Linked DNA regions of Mus musculus: regions 2, 3 and 4 are each linked to region 1. A link is a contact called in public Micro-C and promoter capture Hi-C data. All regions are on one chromosome and are shown on one strand. The core of a region is the stretch at or near the end of the contact, and the rest is flanking DNA. Distances in the headings are between cores, read along the strand shown. Region 1 holds the start of Lpcat1 (lysophosphatidylcholine acyltransferase 1). Region 2 holds the start of Ccdc127 (coiled-coil domain containing 127). Region 3 holds the start of Cep72 (centrosomal protein 72). Region 4 holds the start of Tppp (tubulin polymerization promoting protein).

Region 1 (4,962 bases), core at 1,534-4,033:
GGCCACAGCCACAGCCCAGCTGTGCATTGCTGTAGCGCACTATGCCGTGCATTGTCTTCTGACACTAGAAGGAAAGCGGGCTATATGAGACTCCCAGTATTTATGCAAATTCCACTCAGGGCTCTGAAGTTAGTTGAAGTCACCTGACCTCACTCACCATCACCTGGGATGTGCCTGGGTGCTGGGGGTTCACAGCCTCCTCTGAACATGCCACTGACCTAGGACGGGGCGCCAGCAGACGGTGGCTCTGCTGTCCAGGAAGTAAACTCAGATCTCAGTAAATTTTAAAACTGGGGAAACACATCAGAGCTGGGACAGGAAACTCTTGTACCACAGAGCCCATGGGAAGTACCCCAAAAACCCTGTGACAGAAAAGCACTTTATGACTTCAAACATAACAAACTGTAAAGAATTTTAGCTGACATGACAGCCCAAGGCCTTCCGAGGCTTTTCCTTCATCTGTATCCTTGCTGTAACAGGAAGCAGCGAGCACTTCAACCCCAGCGTACAGACCTTAGCCTGTTATTTTCTGTCCACTAAATGCTTAAGCTGCTTGCTAAATCTGTAGTTAAGTGACAGATGGGCTGCTAGAGGCCGAGGTGGCCTGTGTGTCCTTAATCCAAAGCTATCCAGTAACTCCTCCCAGGGCAGTTTAGAGCCGCTTGGAGTTGGAAGTTTTTGTGCTTCAGCCTTAAGGGGAAGCTGGATTTTTTTTTTCCCCCTTTAAGGACAGGTCATGTACCCATTCTCTAGAAACTTTTTAACAGAGCCTTCCATAAAAGCAAAGGCTCTGCAAAGCATGTTTTGGGGAACGTACAACAGAGAATTCTGAGGGCATTTATAAATATGTTCTTTAGCCACAGGCTGTAGACTCCCAAGCAGTTACACACACTAATGTTCTGGACACGGCCTTTGGACACATGCTTTTGAGCAACAAAGACCCAGCCCTAGAATCAGACTAACTGTGCTAAGATCGTGACAAGCATGGATGCATAAAGAATGTGGAGCTTGGTTTCTGGGAGAAAGATGCTTCATCCAGACTAAGTTGAGGCAGAGCATACAGAGCAGGAAGGGACAGGAACATAAAGTAGGGGGTGTGGAAACAGTGTGAGGTAAACCAGGAGATTAAGATGAGGGTAGGAACCTACCAAGATGGGGTAGAGGCAGACTAGCAAGGTCAGAACTGGAAAGAATAACTAGGAATGGGTTGTTGATGGTGATTAGGGTGGGATGTAGTAGGATGAACCAGGAGGGACTTGACTTGGGAGGGGTCCCAAATCCACACAGGCAGCAGATCCGGGAGGAAGGAAGACCCACAAGTGACAAGGGATAGAGTTGTAGGGTAGGAGGTTGTGGACTGAAACTGAGAGTAATAAAGTTCAAATATGACTGCACCCTAAGCCCTCCTGCTGGGCACAGCCCCAGGCCGTGAGGAGCAACCTGACAGCAGCAAAGACTTCAGGAAAAGCCTCACAGGCTCCAGACACAACCAGGAAAGAGGACAAGACCTGGGGGCCAATATGAGGCCTTTACTTTACACTCTCCGTGTTCAATTCTGCTGACCATCCATTCCTACGGGTGATAACTAACCCCACTGGATGCTTTGAGCAGAAACCGGTGCTTGGGAAAGTAATAATTTCAACAGACTTTACCTTAATATTATGTCTGATAGGTTACACATTTAAAAACACCATCTCCTCCTAGAGCTGGTCCCTTACAGTTGGAAATACTACTCTGCCTGTAAACCACGGAAGTCTGAAACTGTGAACTCTGCTCATTACTCAAAGAAGGGTCCCAGAAGTGACCACAGCACCACAGACCTGGCCCCTGAGTAAAAAAAGGTCCCACGTGCCGGGTCTCACGGTGAGAACCACAAGAACAGATAGCAACTGTGCCTAGATCCAGGTCCCCGCTCACTACTAGCCAGCCGCAGCGCACAGGTTCCCTCTCACGTGGGAACTATGTTGTATAAAGTTGATACCGGGCACAGGCAGCCCAAGGGAGCATCGCTAACAACCGACACAGTGTACTAGACACAGGAAACAATCTGCAAACATGGATGTGGAAATCATCCTATTGGGTTATGCCAGGGGCCCCGCGCGTCCGGTGCTCCAGATGACAATTCAGGTTCCGACACTAGGCCACGGAGACACACAGTAGGCCTCCTAGCTGTGCGGAGACGCTGGAAAGGGGCTGCCTGATGCGAGGACACCCCCCCACCCCCGCCCACCTCCAGGCCTCCTGCTGGCGGGAACCCGGGCCAGGCCTGGGATGAGGGTGCAGGGCCCAAGGGATGGAGTGCAGGGTCCAGTACCGAAACCAAAAGGGTGTAAGTCGGCGTGCACGCAGGCGGCGGGAAGCGGGACCCTGGCGCGGGTTGGAAGAGTGCTGCAGGGGAGGGGTGCGGCTCACGGAGGACCGGGCGGCGCCCAGCCCCTCCCCACCGCATCCCGAGCGCATCCTGGATAGAGTACAGCAGCGCTGCGGAGAACCCACCTGGGCCTTCTGCAGGGCGCTCAGTCGCAGCTCGTGCACGAAGGGGTTCCGCCCCGGGGGCGCTAGGCGCCGCGCGTCGCCTGCCCCAGAGCTGGAGGAGGGGGCGGCCCGCGGCCCGCGGCCCCGCAGCCTCATGGCTGCCCGCGCCTGAGCAAGGAGTAGAGCAGATGGAGCTCAGCCGACCGAGCTCAGCTGAACCGAGCCAAGCACAGAAGAGCCGAGAGCAGCAGAGCTAGCAGAGCGCGCGGGAGAGGGCCTAGGATGCGCGGCCGCCCGGAGGCGCAGGCGCGGGAGGGGCGGCGTGACGTGGGTGGGGCCAACGGGGTGCCCCGCCCAGACCGCTCTGGGCTATGAATGCGCCTGCGCGTCTTAAGGCTCCTGGACTTAGGGGAATCCTGCGAATTTGCATGTGTAGGGAGACCTTAAATTTTGGGTCGCAGGACTGAACTGGGCAGGCCCACTTCTCAGCGCAACGCTGTCCTCACAGGCAGCTTCCTTCCCCTAACCATTGTAATCCATCAGTCGCCATCGAGGGAGAAGATAGGCTAGGAGACCCTAATTTGTATCACACCATTAACTAGGACTCTAAATAGCCTTTCTGCTAAAATGTATTCATTTGACTCACTGGATGCCTTTTGTACTTTGTATCCTGTTTTAAAATAGGATACAAAGTAGCTTTCTGATCAAAATGTATACATTTGAAAAACTAAAGAAATGCCTTTTGTAGCAACACCAGGTGCTTTTATTTGTATAGCTCATAGAACACTCAACAAGCAGGTACTGGGAGACAGAGGGTCTAGCCTCAGTCACCAGACAGGAAAAAGGAGCTAAATTCTGCCTAATTCCAGATACCCTTGGCTTCCTGTCTAACCTCCCCAAAGTCCAAACTTCCTGTGGACACCAGAGCTCTCAGAGTCTCCACCACATCCTCTCACAATAGAGTGACCAGAGCCTCTGATAACTCCTGACAGAAATGTGACCAGGCTCTGTTTTGAGGAGTTGGCTAGAAGAAAAATGCTCGCACAGATCTTGTCACTTCAAAGCTTCATCTTGTATTGGACACGTGACGTTATCTTGAGATTCCCTTGTCCCCTCTGCAAAATGAGCCATGAAGCAGCGACAGTACACATAGCCTTTCCTCTGGGCTAAGAAGGCTGTGGAGATCCTTAAGGACTATGAGCAAACTTAATGTTCTTTTTTTTTTTTTTTTTTTTTTTTCAAGACAGGGTTTCTCTGTTTAGCCCTGGCTGTCCTGGAGCTCACTTTGTAGACCAGGCTGGCCTCGAACTCAGAAATCCACCTGCCTCTGCCTCCGAGTGCTGGGATTAAAGGCGTGCGCCATCACACCCGGCCTTAATGTTCTGATATGTTGTCCTGTGACCTAGATTCCACTGATTCTAGATTTTAATTCCCATTTGTTCAAGTCTCAGACACAAGAGTGTAGCATCCAAGGATCTTCAGCTCCCTGTCAAGAAAACCCCAGGGCACAAAGGCCTATCAGGCTTACAAACAGACCTTTAGAGGAAGGAAGACAGGCGGGCCAGGTGCCACCTGAAGTCTACAAGCAAAGAAGCCTGCGGGTATCCTGGGCCAGGATTTCTGTAGCCTCAAAGCTGGGTCATAGAAAGCTGTGAACATCCTGTGTAGCGGTGTTGACCCAAGTCCACATATTTTGTGGAAAGAAAATCTTTTGCAGGTGATCATGATGACTCTAATAGATTTGTCAGGACCCATCCAGTATTAGTGATGTCTTTGTGAATGGGAGATTTGAATGAGGAGACAAGGCAGAATGGGGGGTGGGGGGATGCCATGTAAGACCAAGTTTTCCTAATTGAGGATGTTCAGCCACCTGAAGCTGGAGAGAGAGCTGGGAGGACCCTTCCTTAGAGACATCAGGGAGAGCTGCCTCTACCTTGATCTTGGTCGTTTATCTTTCTGAGGTGTGAGAGGATGCAGCTGTTTTTTCATCCAGATTGTAATCAATTGTTCAGAGCCCCAGGAGGTTCACAGTACAGTATGAGTCCCTGAATGGATTAGGGAGGAACCATGTCCCAGCCCTGCAATCTAAGCAAAATGAATAGGCCAGGCAGAGTCAGTGTCCCACTCCCAGGAGAGGACTTGTCTGCACCACCTGCCCTGTTCTACCTTTGAGGAAGCCCCATCGGAAATGTGACCTGGTGGAAACCCACAGTGTATCCTTGGGCCGATGAGGCATGTTTGGAGGAAGGAAATGATTTGTTTAGAGCAGGTTTTGGTGAGACACAGAGGCCAGAAGATAACTGTCAAAAGGAAGACATTCCTGCTCACAGATCACAGGAGTGGCAGAGTGGAAACTGCAAACCCTTTTATAGCTGTACTGGCTGGAATTATTTCTTTCCCTCTCCTTCACATTTAATGTGGTAGTCTTTCACTGCCTTTGAGAGGTGGGAGTGCAGATTGCTGGTTCAGACCTTTCTTATTTAATAC
Region 2 (4,962 bases), core at 1,825-4,324, 880 kb before region 1:
GGATTTCTAGCCTGTAGTTCCCCCACCCTTGGGCAAGCTTGCCCAAATACTGACTTTAAATATACTAAACATATATCCTAACTGGCTTTCTTTCAGGTCAGTTTTTCTGTAGGTCCCAAGGAAGGCAATTAAGGCAAAGAAGTCCCCTTAGAACAGTAAGCAATGGGAGAAAGCTAAAGCTTATTAAAACCTAACCTACACCAAATGCTTCTGCATTATTTAATCCTCACAATGTATTGAGGCAGGATAAGCTACCTTCTAGGAATAGGTAAACTGAGGATCAGAAAGGCTAACTCTGTCACAGAGCCACTGTATAGGATAAAACCGCACTGTACTGGCCAAATCCTAAAGACAGCAACCCGGGTACTCCTGGCATAATTTTGAACCAGAAAACCATAACTTACGAAATGCTGCCAATCCGAGCATTGGCACCAATAGGGCATAATTCCACTTGCTTCCATCACCCCCATCAGCCCTGGCATTGGGCCTGATATTCCAATTTGGGGGGTCGTTTAAGTTATTCATGGAGCTATACCTTGAAGAAAATGAAAAAAGATATTAACTATATAAAAGAAAGAGCATGGCTATTATGGTTATATCATCTATATACATTATTTTAGTCAAGAAAATAATTTTCAGCTGTATGTGCTGCACAGCATGGCATCCTATGTGATTTCAAGAAGTCACAGTGTTGTGTGGGAGGGAGGCATGTCTCAAGTGAAGTACAAGTAGAATGTAGTGATTTTTCCCTTCATGTTTAGATGTGTGGTTGTTGTAATGATTATTATCTTGTGTGTCAACATGACCAAAAAAAGGCATCTCAGCATGCCCAGCTAATTGGTTAGACATCATTCGAGGAGTGCCTGAGAAGTGTTTCTGTATGATGGTAAGCATTTGGGTGCCTATACTGATTATTTATAATAAATCAAATGTCATTTTACTGCACACATACCATCACAAACCCTAAAAAAATTACAGTTGACAATGAGCTACACATAAAGCAGTTCCACGTTAATATTGCTTAATGTCAGAGCAGGCTCAACTCACTCTTGGATTTACATAAAATTGGAATCCCCTATCAATACATTTGTCAGAATCTGTCTCCACTGTTAACTAAGTGATGCATGACTGTACATGTTTCTTATTGGTTGTCTCTGTAAGACTTTAATACAGTTGTACAGAGATAACAATAAAACAATAAAAGTGAATCCACAATAGACATTTGCTTTATATGACCTGGGGTTTGAAGAATGAGCAGTTTTCTACAGACAAAAATCAAAGAAAATCTTTTTACATGAGGATCATGATCAGGATTACAAAAATCCCTTGCTTCATATTAGGGTATAACTCACAAACTAGGCTGGATACCAATATTAATATAAATTTACTAGTTTACAAACTACCCATATTAGCCAGGCATGTTAGTGCATGCTTTTAATCTCAGAATTCAAGTTGGCAGAGGCAGGCTGATCTCTTTGAGTTTGAAGATAGTCTAGTCTACATAGTGGAGAGCCAGGTCTATACAGAGAGTCTCTGTCTCAAATAAATAAAAATAAAATAAAAAGTACCCATATTCGATGGGTGTTCTCATACTGTAAAGTCATAAAAACATTCAGCTTGCTTATATGTACAAATACAATAAACACAAAATAGTTAACCAAGATCCATGTAAGAAATACGTAATTCAACCCAAATTTTGAAAGTTTTAGTGTTTTTAACAAACCTTGTTTAACATGTTAAGATGCACAATAATGAACAATAAATATATAACCATAATACATGGCTCAGAATGTAACGGTTTATAGGAACTATAGAATTAATACGTATGACGTATGGTAGATGCCTAATTTAGAAATATGTATGTGTATATACATATATATATATGTATGTATGCACACACACACATACACACACTAAAAGCAGGCAACTTTCAAAAACCTCCTACTATGTATAGCCATCCATCAGATATCTGATGGGGAGCCCCATCTCATACCAAAAGCCTTGAAGATAGCCAAGGCTCCCATATACAATGCTGTATTTGAATATAATCTGCTCAATACTTTATCTCTAAGTCACCGATACCTAATAAGGTATAAAGGCACTTAAGTAGTTCATCTGTTTTATTTTCCCCCTTGTTAAAAAAAAAGTCTGTACATACTCCGAACAGACACATTTTCCCCAAATATATTTTATCTGCAGTTGGTTGAACCCACCAACGCAGAACCCTTGTAGGGTAAGCTGTCATATTTATTTCCTCTGCACCAACAACATCCATTTTGGGGTTATAAAGTTCAAGGAAATAATTCAAAATATAAAGTGTTGTGCATGAATATATTCCATATTTCCTTATTTATTAATAAAAAAACAAAGAAATAAAATGGGAACGGTTCATTGTAAACTTAAACAATTCAAAATAATGGTCATAAAGATTGTGCACCAAGAGGAAAACCTTAATCTAATATTAACTGAAAATTCAGGAAACAATTACGATTATTGGTTTACTTTTTATGCTATTTAATTCCACCGAACATTTCAGCTATACTCACTAGAAAAATAGAAAAACTATCTGAAAGTGATCAAATGAGAGCGCGTTTGCAATATGGGATGCTAGCCACGATCTAAGCAGCTTTCAGGATGACAACAGGCCGGGCCTCCAGCTTCCCAGCTGCTGTAACGAAGACGAAAGCTTTGGATATAGTTTCTAGTTCAGTATCCTGGCTTTTACGTAGCCCAGTGCAGCTAGCTGCTCCTTGTCCAGCCACCAAGACATCATTCCTACCTACTCTAGAAGTCCAGGGCAGTATGTACCCCCCCCCCCCCCCATTAGTTGAGATTCAAGCGCCCAACAAAACGGGCTCTTATGGAGCTTGCGATCTCCGCCCCAGGACCCTACTTCCATCTCTCCAGATCATCCGACCCTCTCTGTTTTGGCAAACAAGAACCACCCGAGAAGCACTTTAAAGACATTGGCACCTCACTTACCCCTGGAGCAGAGCCCATCAGCGTTGCTGCCACCCTACCTCAGACGTGTTGCCACCGCCGCGTTTACAGGGCGCAGGCGCACCACCACTCACGCGAGCCAGGAGGGGCGTGTTGCGCAGGCGCAGAATCTTCCAAGCCCGACACCCGCGCGACTCGGTGCGCAAGCGCAGTCTGTCGCTGGGGCTTGCGGGAAGGCAGACATGGCCGGGGTTGGCGCAGTTTCGAGGCTTCTTCGCGGGCGGCGCTTGGCGTTAACTGGGGCGGTGAGTTAGTGCCACGAAATGGCAGGCGCTAGGAGTGCGCCACGATTCCACCCGAGTTGGCCTGAGTCTGGGAAGGTGCAGTGGGCCGAAGCCGACTGCTTTCCGGCGAAGGTCACGACCCCGAGGTCGCGGGCGTGGAGTCTGGCCTTCCCCGTCTTGGTCTAGCGAAGTTCTCCAAGGTTAAAGGGAGGGACCGGCCTGTTGCATTCTGGATGCGGACGGGTCTGCGAGTAATCCGTTGGTAGTCTGGGTGTCGACACTAAGACTTATAAGTGATGAGCTTACAGGTTTTGTGTAGTGGCCTTAGCTACTGTTTTTAAATATCAAAGAGATATTTGAAGATACCAGGTGAGACTTCTGCACCGTGTTCATCCAGTCTTGCGACTTCTTTTTGCATTTGAAGAGGTACACAGTGACTCAGGGTTGCAGGGGTCTGATGTTGGCCTCCCAGATTGTCAGATCTTGTCTCAGTGCACTCTTTGCCGGTCACCTGTTATTCGTCACACTCCTAGGGTTTTATTAACGTAAACTAAATTTGACAGGTTGGGTTCTTTAAAGTTCTGTCTCACCTACCTACTTAACAATTTAATTACAAAGTAAAGGCCCTAAGACATTGAACAGTATCGACTTGCATTGTGCATCAAATTATGGCTGCAGTTGTCTATTTTCTGAAATAGATATTAAAATGCATGTTCAATGAAATGTTCAAGGGTTAGTTGGCAGCTATTCTTGCAAGGCCAGAAGGCATTTTCAAACCTTGATAATTTCTGTGATTTGTATTTGCTGCCACAAACTCCTACTTCCACCTCTATCCCTTGGGCTCTGCAAGAAGGGTTTTAAGTCCTGATCATTGAAGCCCTTTACAGGAGATAATAAGTCAGCCACCTATAATTGTAGCAGAATTCTTTTGTAGCAGAAATAGGTGAGCCCACCCCATGCCCAGGATTCACTCCACACACTCAAGGAAAAAAAAAAAAAATAATGATAGTCTGAGCCCAGCTCTGGCTAATGCCCAAAAGGAACAGTCAAGGATAGAAGATTTTTATTAACTTGTATACACCTTAGGTTTATGCTTACCACATATGTTGGCATCCTTAAATTCCTTTCCTATTCCAGATCCAGTTTATGCTTTGACCAGTTTAGACAGAGACAGGAGACTGCAAGTCTGGCCACTTAGGCAGGTGGGAGATTTGCACAGCAAAGGTATTTTTCATTGCCTGAATTGTTTTTAAGTGCATCTTTATTGTTCCTGCCTATGGGCATCTCGTCCAGCTGTCAGAATTAGGCTTTGTTAAGAAGAGAAGTGGAGCTTTATGGAATACCATATTTAAAGTTTATTGTCACCCGGGACTGCCTTCTAGAGGAATGGTCTTTGAAAGAGAAATGGGCTTACTAGTTGTAATTCGGTTTGTCTCCTTTGTTAAGGGAAAGAGTCTAATGGCTGCTCAATCCTGCTGAAGAAACATTTACATCCTAGAATCCTTAATTTTACTTATGTCCAACAGGCCTGGTGTCTTAGTCAGGGTTTCTATTCCTGCACAAACATCATGACCAAGAAGCAAGTTGGGGAGGAAAGGGTTTATTCAGCTTACACTTCCATACTGCTGTTCATCACCAAAGGAAGTCAGGATAGGAACTCAAGCAGGTCAAAAAGCAGGAGCCGATGCAGAGACCATGGAGAGATGTTCTTTACTGGCTTGCTTCCACTGGCTTTCTC
Region 3 (4,962 bases), core at 1,126-3,625, 600 kb before region 1:
AAATATATTGATAACTGCCAGGTATTAATGTTGATCTTAACTGGTAAAGATATGGCTAGGGAGAAGAGTAAAAAACAGTTACAACAGGGAGGTTAGCGGGCCCTAGATCAGAGCCTCCTCAAGAAGGGGAGCAATGGAGAGCCTCCTTTACCCCTCCCTCTACCCTTATTCCTGCTTCACTCCTTGAGATGGCAATGGTTTTTGCCTTCAAGGGTGACAGCCATTCTGCATTCAGCCACAGCTTTATATTTCTCTCATACAGCCCCTGCTTCAGTCTCCTCCTGATGGCTCTGACTGCTTGCTCGCGATCCTTTGTCTACACTACTGGGTTCTAACATTAGTCTGGGGATATGCAGTCAGAGCCAGCGCCTCTAGCAACTATGTGCCTTGCACCAGTGGGAGGTCCACCTATGAGCATGGAAGCATTCTTTTCAACATTGCCAACAGGCTGGTGTGGCTCCTGATTGACTTTAGGAGGAAGTACTGTGGTATGCACATAAGCCCAGCTTTTGTAACAGGAAGGAGAGATCTAACTAGCTAAGGAAACATACTAGAGTATTGCCCCTACAAGAGAATGAGGAGCGCTAACAATGTCATGTCACCCATAGCTCTAAGAGGCCCACTGAGGATGCAGGGCCCTCCTCCTATCTAAAACTCTCAGTCTTGATGGCACCTCCTCCTTTTACTCCCTATGGCCAAAGACAGTCATGGAGAAAGGCAGAAACCCTCAGGGGCCAGCTTGAACCTATATTTTCTTCAGGCACATATGGGTGGGTCAGCCTCAGGCTGCCCTGCCTCCCTCCTGGTCTTTTTGAAGATGACTATATATTTTGTGCCCACATGTTTAGAGATTCAGGCTGGAGAGTGAAAGCCTCCATGGAAGATCCTAGAAAACCACAAGGGGTATCAGGTAGAAAGAGCCAGAGAGGCCTCCTCTGCTCCCACCAATGTCCAGCTGGCCTAGGTTGTGGGTCTTAAGCAGCACATGTTTTGGCATGTCCTACAGAGAGAGCATACAAAAAGAAGCACAAGCCTTATACATGGCAACAGTGGCTCTTCTTACCCCATCTCAGACAGCTGATGAATGCCAAGGTTGGGAGCAGCATGGGGGGGGGGTGTGTATGTGAGATCAACAGAATGTTCTGGGTAGGACTGCCTGCCAACTCTCCAGGTAGTAGGGAAGACCAGGCTGTGGGACTCCAGCTAAGGAAGGTTCCTGCTAACCTCCAGGTCTAGTTGGGAAAGCTTTATGAACTATGAGGCAGAAGGGATTGTTCCTGATGTGACCCAGCCTGGCTCATCATCTCTATCTCCGAGTCACAACACTGTTCCTTGCTCTGTGTCTTCACCAGCACCAAATCAAGTTCAAGTGCTGCTGGCTCACTCCTAAACACCTCAAATGGAACTTAAGGACATAAAACAGCTTAAATGCATGTAGGTTTGGCCACAGTCTAATGTTACCACGGCAGATGGTATTTAATAAACCACCGGAAAGAGTACTTGGTAGTAATTAATCATTAGCATAACCTTTTACTGAGGCTTGTAAGAAATCATAGGCTTGTAGGAATCTTTGCAGGGTGCAAAGCTAATCCTTGTCCCTCTTTCTTCAGTGAAGATGTAAAACGTTAGTAAACAGAAACGTTACTTCCCAAGTTTCTACTGGCACTTTCATTGCAGTAGAAAAGCTGGTCTTGGGTCTGTCCCTGACAGACCATCCGTCTCCCCAAGGTCCCACTTGGACTCTGATCTTGGTCAGAGAAAATAGAATAAGAGAGGGTGATTGAAATCTGTGTTGTGTCCTGAGGCGCCACATGTCTTAGATGGCAAGCATACAAGCCTTAATTTGCTTCTGAAAAGCTTAGTTATCTCTCCAATGCCTGGAAGTTATTAGTAGACCCCAGGTTTGATGAAAGGACTTTCAATGTGTCTTAGTTAGGAGAAATTTTTTTTTTTTTTTTTTTTTTTTTTTGCACACAGCCTGTCTCTCCAGCCACATGATGAGAACTTTTGGAAGTGCGTGGGGGTTGGCGGGGGGGGGGGGGGGGAGCATCTCAGGGGCTGGGACAGGAAGAAACCTTAGGAGAGAAGGCTCCTGGAGGGAGTAGGAAATGAATGGAAGTGGGAGTAGGTGCGAATGCCCCGGGCACTAACAGCTGTTTCCACAAACCGCACTGAACGCAATGGGGTTGTCCTGGGGAGGAGCCAGAGCAGGGTGAGGTTGCACTCAGAGCTCAGCGGATTAGGATGGCTTGGGTGAACCTGTCCCAAAGAAAGTTTTAAACACAGCCGAAGCTCCGCCCACCCTCCTGGGCCCGCCCCTTGCAGGCTTGGTCCCGCCCGCCCGTTCCAGATCACGTCACAGCGCAGGCGCCGCGCGCCAGCGTCCGGTTTGAAAACATGGCGCCAGGCCAGCGGTTGGTTTTGTGTGAAGAGACTGTACGAGAGCGCAGCGGCCTGGGTCCCCACCGCGACCTGGGTGCGTGGGGGACAGACTGGGTTGGCCTGCCGGGCCTGATAGCTCTGCCTCCGTGCGAATGGCACTTGACCACAAACGGTCTCGGCCCGTGGGGCAAGGAGGCGGGGCCGGCTGGGCGGGTTTGTGGGGAAGGGCGTGGCTAAGGTCCTGGAGAGCCGGTGGACGCGGCCTGGGTTTTCTGTGGGACCGCGGTCAGGCTGAGCCCCCCGCTTCTTTTTTGCAGCAGCTTTCATCTGTCTTCCTGGGTTCCTACATGGCATTTCGCTTATGAAGATGCAGGTCTCTTTTTATATGGTTTGGACATCAAGGCCCCATTACGTTTTGAGCAAGAGATCGTGCGGAATTTGTGTTGTGATTTTTTTTTTTTCCTTTTTAACTTTTTTCCCCTGGACTTTGACAGGGAAACCACGCAGGCCTAGAATTTTCCATTGTTGAAGATTTTCGATTACCATTTTTTAAATTCGATTACGATTTTTAAACTTATAGTGGTTTCACCTAGAGTGCATTTTCGTTATCTAAATCGTTTTTTCTTGATTGTCAACCATATCTACATAGAACTGACTACAGCATTCTCTTACTATTTTATTAATGCTTGTGGGGCCTGTAGGGATATTCCCCATTTTCATAAATGGTACTTAATCTGGCTCTATCTTTCAGTCATGTTGGAGATATACGGTTTTTGGTCATGCCAAAGACACCACTTTTGGGTTGGTTGATTTGTCTTCACTGTTTTTAAATTTTACCTTTTTCTCTGTGCTTGCTTTGCATTTATTTTCCTCTTTAGATTCTAGAAGTGAAACGTGTGGATTAAAGCTTGTTTTATAATTTAAATCTCTTAATCTGTACATTTCTCTTTACGTATCACATAGCTGCACACACTAACACATTTGTTAGTGTTTATATTTCTACTGTGTGTTAAGGTACTGGAGATAGAACATAGGGCTTTGCATATGCTAAGCAAATGCCCTGTCATGGGACTTCACCCCAAACGTTTTTTTAATTTTTCAAGTGTGTTATTAAGCCAAGATGACCTTGATCTCCATTTTTAACGGAACCTGGCCTTGGAATTTTAGTCCGACACTCAAGTGGCTAGGATTGCAGGCAGTTGCCACCATGACTGGTTCTAATTTTCATTGATTTTAATATGCTTTTCAAATATCCCTTTAGGTATCTTCTTAGACCTCCAAATTATTTAGTGATTGCTCACATTTTTATTCTTTAGGGATGTCTTTTTAACGAATTATGTGTCGGGAGGTTTTCTTGTTTTTTTGTGTGTAATTCTATTATTGTCAGAGAACATACTGTGTATGATTTTGGTTCGCTTAAGTCTGCAGAGATTGTTTAATGCCCAAGAATCTGGTTTCTCTTGGAGAGTGTTCCAAGTACATGTAAAAACTGTGTCAGGTTGATTTTATTGGCTGATAGTATTCAGGTCAACCAGGAGGATTCTCTGTATAAAGACTTTGTTATTTAGTAAGAGGGTATATTAGTTGGTTTTCTCATTTCCTATGTGGGGGAAAAAAAACCGACAAGAAGCAACTTAAGGGGCTGGCAAGATGGCTCAGTGGTTAAGAGTGCCGACTGCTCTTCCGAAGGTCCCGAGTTCAAATCCCAGCAACCACATGGTGACTCACAACCATCCGTAACGAAATCTGATGTCCTCTTCTGGAGTGTCTGAAGACAGCTACAGTGTACTTACATATAATAAATAAAATAAATCTTTTTTAAAAAAAAAAAGAAAAAGAAGCAACTTAAGAGTGAGAAGGTTTATTTTGACTCACAGCTGGAGGAGATAAAAGTCAAGGTGAGGAAGGCATAGTGGCTAGGGTGTAGGGTAGCTGTTCACATTGCGTTTGCAGTTAGGAAGCAAATAGCAATGAATACTAGTGCTCAGCCTGCTCGCCTCCATTATTTGCTCTTGCTTGCTTGCTTGCTTGCTTGCTTGCTTGCAAGTCAGGGTCTTTCTATGTAGCTCTGGCTGACCAGGAACTTGTAAGAAGTAGTGGTCCATAGCTGTAATCCTGGACTCAGGAACTTGAAGCAAGACGATCTAGCATTCAGGGCCATTCTTGGCTGTCTGGATTTGTCTCAAAAGCAAACAAACAAACAAAATCAAGAACATTTTAAAAAGACAGTATTCAGGGCTCTTGAGATAGGCACAGGCCCTGATGCAGTAGGATTTTTGCAGTATGAGAAGATTCTGTTCCCAGTATGACATGGGCAAGTAGATGTTCTAGCCAGCAAGTAGTGTGTAGGGAGGCAGGGGGTCCATGGCTGGAACATTACTAAGAGGAAATGAGGAAGCAGAATGTTGCTGTGGCCCTGGGGATAATGAATGATAAGTGATACAGTGAGGGACCAAGGTGAGCAGGCACCGTGGGCAGAGAATTCTTGGTGAAATGACTTATCAGGGTTCTCTGCTAACCTCTGAGTTATAAGAAGTGCACCAATGGGCCTAGGATAGCATCTATAAGCCTGACTTTGGT
Region 4 (4,962 bases), core at 779-3,278, 540 kb before region 1:
GCTGCTCCATTCTATTCCTGCCTTGGACAAAGACACTACGGAAAGGCTTTCCAAGGGCTGCAGAGGTAAGATAGAGAACAGATCTGAGGGTACTATGGGTGGATGCTGTAGGTCTTCGAGGAGCTACCGTAGGTGGGAAATGCTCAGAGTGATGCCATTGGTGAAGGATGCCATAAAGAGACTCCTGCGGGTCATATGTGGAACTGTCATGGGTGGGGCTATTTTGATTGGGAGGTGGTATAGGTAGGGAGATGCTGTGGACAGGAAAAGTCCTGGCCATAAATAGAGAATGCTGAGGTAGCAACACTGTGACCCTTCTCTATGAAGAAACTGGTCTTTCCAGGTTGAATCGGCACTAGGAGCCCCCATGAGGGTGTTAGGGACTGGAAGCCATGTCTGAACCCTGGCTGTGGCTGAGCAGCTCCAACTCTTCCTTTCAGGAGGAAGTGGTAAGCTCCATTCTCCTGCATGGGGGGTCTCTGGGCACACAGCCTTCCTGGGCGAGGGAGATGGGATGGACAAGGCTGTAAGGTTCCCTTCCCTGGCAAAACTGAAATCACACCTCCTACAGGCTCCTCCTTCAGTCGTGCACTATAAATAGGACAGCAGGCCCTGCTGAGGAAGCTGGGTCTCATCCTCCCTGAAGCTCAGCAGAGCTGTCTGCAGGGCCCCATTCTGCAGACTTCTCCCAAGCCTCCACCCCTCATGTCTGGTTTCAGTGTTCTTAAACGGAATTTTCTAATGCTTATAAAAATTTCCAAAACCTTAGATGATAGTTAAAATAGCCATGTACCACAACCTCAAGAAATGGAGAAGGCGGACCCAAGGAGCACCAAGAGGAAAACGTGCAGCTGCGCAGGTCGCCCTCACTTCACCATCGGTTAAGACAGGGATTCTCAAAGCTGTCTATTCAAATACGCCACTTGAATAGGGCACCTTTTCTAATGGCGAGTCCCGGTGGTAATCAGGAGCTTTTCTGAATAGAGGAGTCCTTTAGAGACGCTCAGATTGTGCCCCTCCCCCTCGCCAGTCCTTCAGGGTCACGTGACGGGAGAGGGGCTGGCACGCGAGCAGAAACAGCAGCCGGCCGCCAGAGAATCCAGCTAAAGACAAGCAGGGTTTCGCGCCCCCCACCCAACTCTCCCCCGCTCCCCCAAACACACACAACATTGCTCCAGTCGTGGAGAGCTCGCGCCGCCTAAGAAAGCCACCTACACGGCCAAGGGAGCCCAGATACGCAAGTGGGCTCTGGGCCGAACGCCTCCATTCGCCCCAGGACACGCACAGGACCAATCACCAGGACACAGCCTGTCCAAAGCTGCGCCACAAAGGGTACTACTCGTCTTCCTCACCTAGTTCAAGGCCTCGTTTACATAACCGAAACCGCCGAGCAAGGGTCGAGTCCTCCCTCTCCTTCGCGCAAACGTGGGCATTCAACATGCGACCCTGACAAAACCCTCGCCATCTCGAATGAGAGATGCAGGCTCGAAAGGAGGGTGACATAGAGAACTGGCGCTGTCACCTGCAGGACGCAACGCGCGCTCAGGATTCTGGACCCATGAACCCCCGGCAGCTCCAGCTCCGGTATGCACAGCTCCGGGCGGTGGCTTCTCTTTACCCCGTTTTCCACCAGGTTCCACGAGCAGCGACCCGGGTCGCTGGCACGAGGCCTGGCACCTTGGTCTGGTGGGGAGCCGTGGGGTGTTTTCTGTCCACCGTATCAAGTGCCGACGCAATGCGCCTGGCTCAGTGTAAACGCATACCCATTCTTGACACCACTGCTCTGAGATCTCAAAGGAACTAGTTGCTTCAGCAACTAGACCTGATCTAGCCACTGCAGAGAGTGACAGGTGGCCAGCCTCACGGACCGGAGGGGTCCCGAGCCTTGGCCCCAGAACCGCGCCTCGGACCACGGACAGCGCCCAGCGCAAGCTTACCTCCAAAACGCGTCCACTGCTGCGCCTCAGCGACTAGACGCGCGCCCAGGGGCGCCGAGCTCTCAGAGCTGTCCGCCGGGCCCCGCCCTCCGGCACCGCCCACATGCCCCTCCTCCTCCCGCTCCGCCTAGGCGCGCACTAAGGCCCCTCCCAGCAGGAGCGCAGCGCACTGACACCCGAGGCAGCCACTGCCTTACAAGGCTGCCACAGGCACAGCCAGCCTATGGACGCCGCTCGACCCAGGGTGCGGTCGCTGTGGAGCTGTGGAGCGTGGGAACCGGGCTGAGGTTGGGGAAGAGCGACTAGGGCACACCTGGCCCTGGGGCCCCGGGCGTGCGGCCAGTCGCAAGTAGGGAAGCTGAGGCTGGTGGCGCAGTCGCAGACTACACTGCGCACAACCCGTTGCTGATCCCTACCTGCCTGGAGAGCTTGATGTGCGTGGTGAGATGCTGGCCACTCGGGTTACCTGCACGAAAAGGATCCTTAGAGTCTCTGCTGATTTTCCTTCCTTCTAGGGACGCTTGCCACGGGATCTCCACCCCGCTGACTCTGTGGTGAGGTCAGGGTCGCACTGGTGGCTCTGAAGAAGATTATGGGGTTAGCAAGGAGGCAATGGGGCTGGAAGATTTGGTTCAATAGACTCTTCAGTCCTCCAGGTTCTGTCTCAGACTCTAACCAAGTCACCCACTGAGTAAGTGTGTGTGTGTGTGTGTGTGTGTGTGTGTGTGTGTGTGTGAGTGAGTGTGTGTTGGGGAATTTTCTGAGTGTCTGACAAATTAACTCATGCTTGAGGAAACCTTGTTTTGAAACTTCAGAAATGGGGCCCACCTGAGCACTTGGAGCAAATTACCCCTCCCCATGGTAGTCTCTGACCCTCAGATCCCCCGGACTCTCTGCTTTCTTCGGCTACTCAAAAATGACTAAAAAGTTACTTCTAATTCTTGCTCTCCCGAGAATTCCCACTCACCATGGAAGCCATGTGAGTTCAGGACTGTGGGACTATAAGGAATGGAGAACCAGACCCAGACTCTCTCCTTTTTTATAGGGTCTTGGCTTGGCCACTTGCCTTATGTCCCACAAAGCCCCAAGTCCTGCTGTGATGGTTTGTATATGCTTGGCCCAAGAAGTGGCACTATTTGGAGGTGTGGCCTTGTTGGAGTAGGTGTGACCTGGTTGGAGTAGGTGTGTCACTGTGGGCATGGACTTAAGACCCTCACCCTAGCTGCCTGGAAGTGAGTAGCAGCCTTCAGATGAAGATGTAGAACTCTCAGCTCCTCTTGCACCATGCCTGCCTGGATGCTGCCATGCTCCCACCTTGATGATAATGGACTGAACCTCAGAACCTGTAAACCAACCCCAATTAAATGTGTCCTTTATAAGATTTGCCTTGGTCATGGTGTCTGTTCACAGCAGTAAAACCCTAACTAAGAAACCTCCCATTCTCTGAAAATCAACAATGTAAATGAAGTTCTGAAAGCTGAAATACATGTTTATGTTTCTATTAGCATGTTTCGAAATGGTGACTTTATCGTTAAATTTTATTTTTATTTATTGTGTGTGCATATGCCTGTTTGAAAGTATGTGCGCCATTTGCATGCTGGGTGCCCTCGGAAACCAGATGGGTAAGTTAGATTTCTTAGAGCTGGAATTACAGGTAATTGTGGGATGCCTAATGTGGGTTCTGGGGATTAAATACAGGAAGACTTGTATCAATATAATAAAGTTCTAGAGGCCCGGCTGTTAACAACCATAGTCCAAGATGTCAGCTTGACGGGTTCGGATCATGGCTTCTGACCTGACCCTCCTGCAGCATGACAGCTGCTGAAGTTTCAAGGCTCTTACCTGCGACAATCTGTATAGGAGACCTGCACCAAATCCAATGGATGTGCCTCTGGTGAGCATCCCTCATAGTGACCCAGCAAAACACCTCTGCTGGGGTGATGGTGGCCCTCCAAATTCACTACATTTGGAACCTCAAAATATGACCTTACATGTAAACAGGGTCTTGGTCTGGGGACATAGTTCGGGGGGGAAAAGGCTTCTTTTCCTGTTTGGAGATCCAGGACCACAAAAAGTCCATGAGGGTGTCTGCATTTGAAATTATTGTTGCTACTTTCAGATGGGAGCTTGTCTTAGATTATCCCAGTGGATCCTATATCCAGGAGTCTGTGTCCACATGACCCCTGCAGTATCAGAGCACATAACCTAGGCAGACCACCATATACAGGTTTAGGCTCCAGGAGATTTGAATGCTGCAGACCAAGGTGAGGTCCCGTCTTTTTTTGTGACAGAGGATTAGGTGAAATATGCAGTCTAGAGCAGTAGCCTAGCCAAGAAGTGTCCTATCTATGGACAGCATGGAGTCCAGAGAGGGAAAGAATGAATGATCATTAGCAACCTTCAAAATCTGAGAACAATGGTGCGGGGGTGGGGGTGTGTGGAGTGGGAGCTATGCTGAGTTCCAGATAAGAACAGGTTGTGGGGCTGGAGAGATGGCTCAGAGGTTAAGAGCACTGACTGCTCTTCCGAAGTTCCTGAGTTCAAATCCCAGCAACTACATGGTGGCTCACAACCATCTGTAATGAGATTTGATGCCCTCTTCTGGGGTGTCTGAAGACAGCTACAGCGTACATATAATATAATAATATATATATATTATGTACATATAATATAATAATAATAATATAAAATATAATATAACATATATAATATATAATAAAATAATATAACATATAATATAATAATAAATAAATAATAAATAATATAATAAAAATAAATAATAAATAAATAAATAATCTTTTTTAAAAAAACAACAACAACAACAGGATGTGGCAGAGAGCCTGAGACACTGTCATGTTTCCAACAGGATTGTGCAGATATTTGTTCCTGTCTCCTCCAGGAAGGGTCTCGGCAGCCCATGTCCTAAGAACCTGCTACAGAAGCCTCCATCAGAGTTACACAAAGACCAGGAGGTACAGCCTACTGTAAGAGCCTACTAGGTATAGCCCAACAGAGAGGCTTAGAA

The links. Promoter capture Hi-C pulls out the DNA fragments that hold promoters and counts their contacts. Hi-C and Micro-C count contacts between places; a contact is called where the count stands out from the background.
Region 2: a contact with region 1 is called in a promoter capture Hi-C map of pre-B cells, with 5 times the contacts expected there. The contact joins the promoter of Ccdc127 here to the promoter of Lpcat1 in region 1. A contact is called at or near these places in 4 of 39 promoter capture datasets (hippocampal neurons, liver, neural stem cells and 1 more).
Region 3: a contact with region 1 is called in a promoter capture Hi-C map of pre-B cells, with 5 times the contacts expected there. The contact joins the promoter of Cep72 here to the promoter of Lpcat1 in region 1. A contact is called at or near these places in 4 of 39 promoter capture datasets (cranial neural crest, hippocampal neurons, pre-B cells and 1 more), 1 of 484 Hi-C or Micro-C datasets (CD8 T cells) and 1 of 115 datasets of contacts at active chromatin or transcription factors (memory CD8 T cells).
Region 4: a Micro-C map of embryonic stem cells shows a contact between it and region 1, with 3 times the contacts expected there. The contact joins the promoter of Tppp here to the promoter of Lpcat1 in region 1. A contact is called at or near these places in 2 of 39 promoter capture datasets (cranial neural crest and pre-B cells), 1 of 484 Hi-C or Micro-C datasets (embryonic stem cells) and 1 of 9 other capture datasets (adipose tissue).

What each region holds. Positions count from the first base shown.
Region 1 is chr13:73,465,052-73,470,013 of GRCm38.p6, reverse strand. Lpcat1 (lysophosphatidylcholine acyltransferase 1) reads right to left here and starts at 2,783. Exons shown (of 14, transcript NM_145376.6): 1 at 2,497-2,783. The coding sequence starts at 2,631.
Region 2 is chr13:74,348,429-74,353,390 of GRCm38.p6, reverse strand. It overlaps Ccdc127 (coiled-coil domain containing 127), which reads right to left and starts at 3,074. Exons shown (of 3, transcript NM_001168659.1): 1 at 2,983-3,074; 2 at 405-535. The coding sequence starts at 525. Sdha (succinate dehydrogenase complex, subunit A, flavoprotein (Fp)) reads left to right here and starts at 3,151. Exons shown (of 15, transcript NM_023281.1): 1 at 3,151-3,245. The coding sequence starts at 3,183.
Region 3 is chr13:74,059,698-74,064,659 of GRCm38.p6, reverse strand. It overlaps Cep72 (centrosomal protein 72), which reads left to right and starts at 2,375. Exons shown (of 12, transcript NM_028959.3): 1 at 2,375-2,476. The coding sequence starts at 2,398.
Region 4 is chr13:74,006,485-74,011,446 of GRCm38.p6, reverse strand. It overlaps Tppp (tubulin polymerization promoting protein), which reads right to left and starts at 2,028. Exons shown (of 4, transcript NM_182839.2): 1 at 1,938-2,028. It overlaps Gm15912 (predicted gene 15912), which reads left to right and starts at 2,093. Exons shown (of 3, transcript NR_168519.1): 1 at 2,093-2,371; 2 at 2,453-2,628; 3 at 2,983-3,318.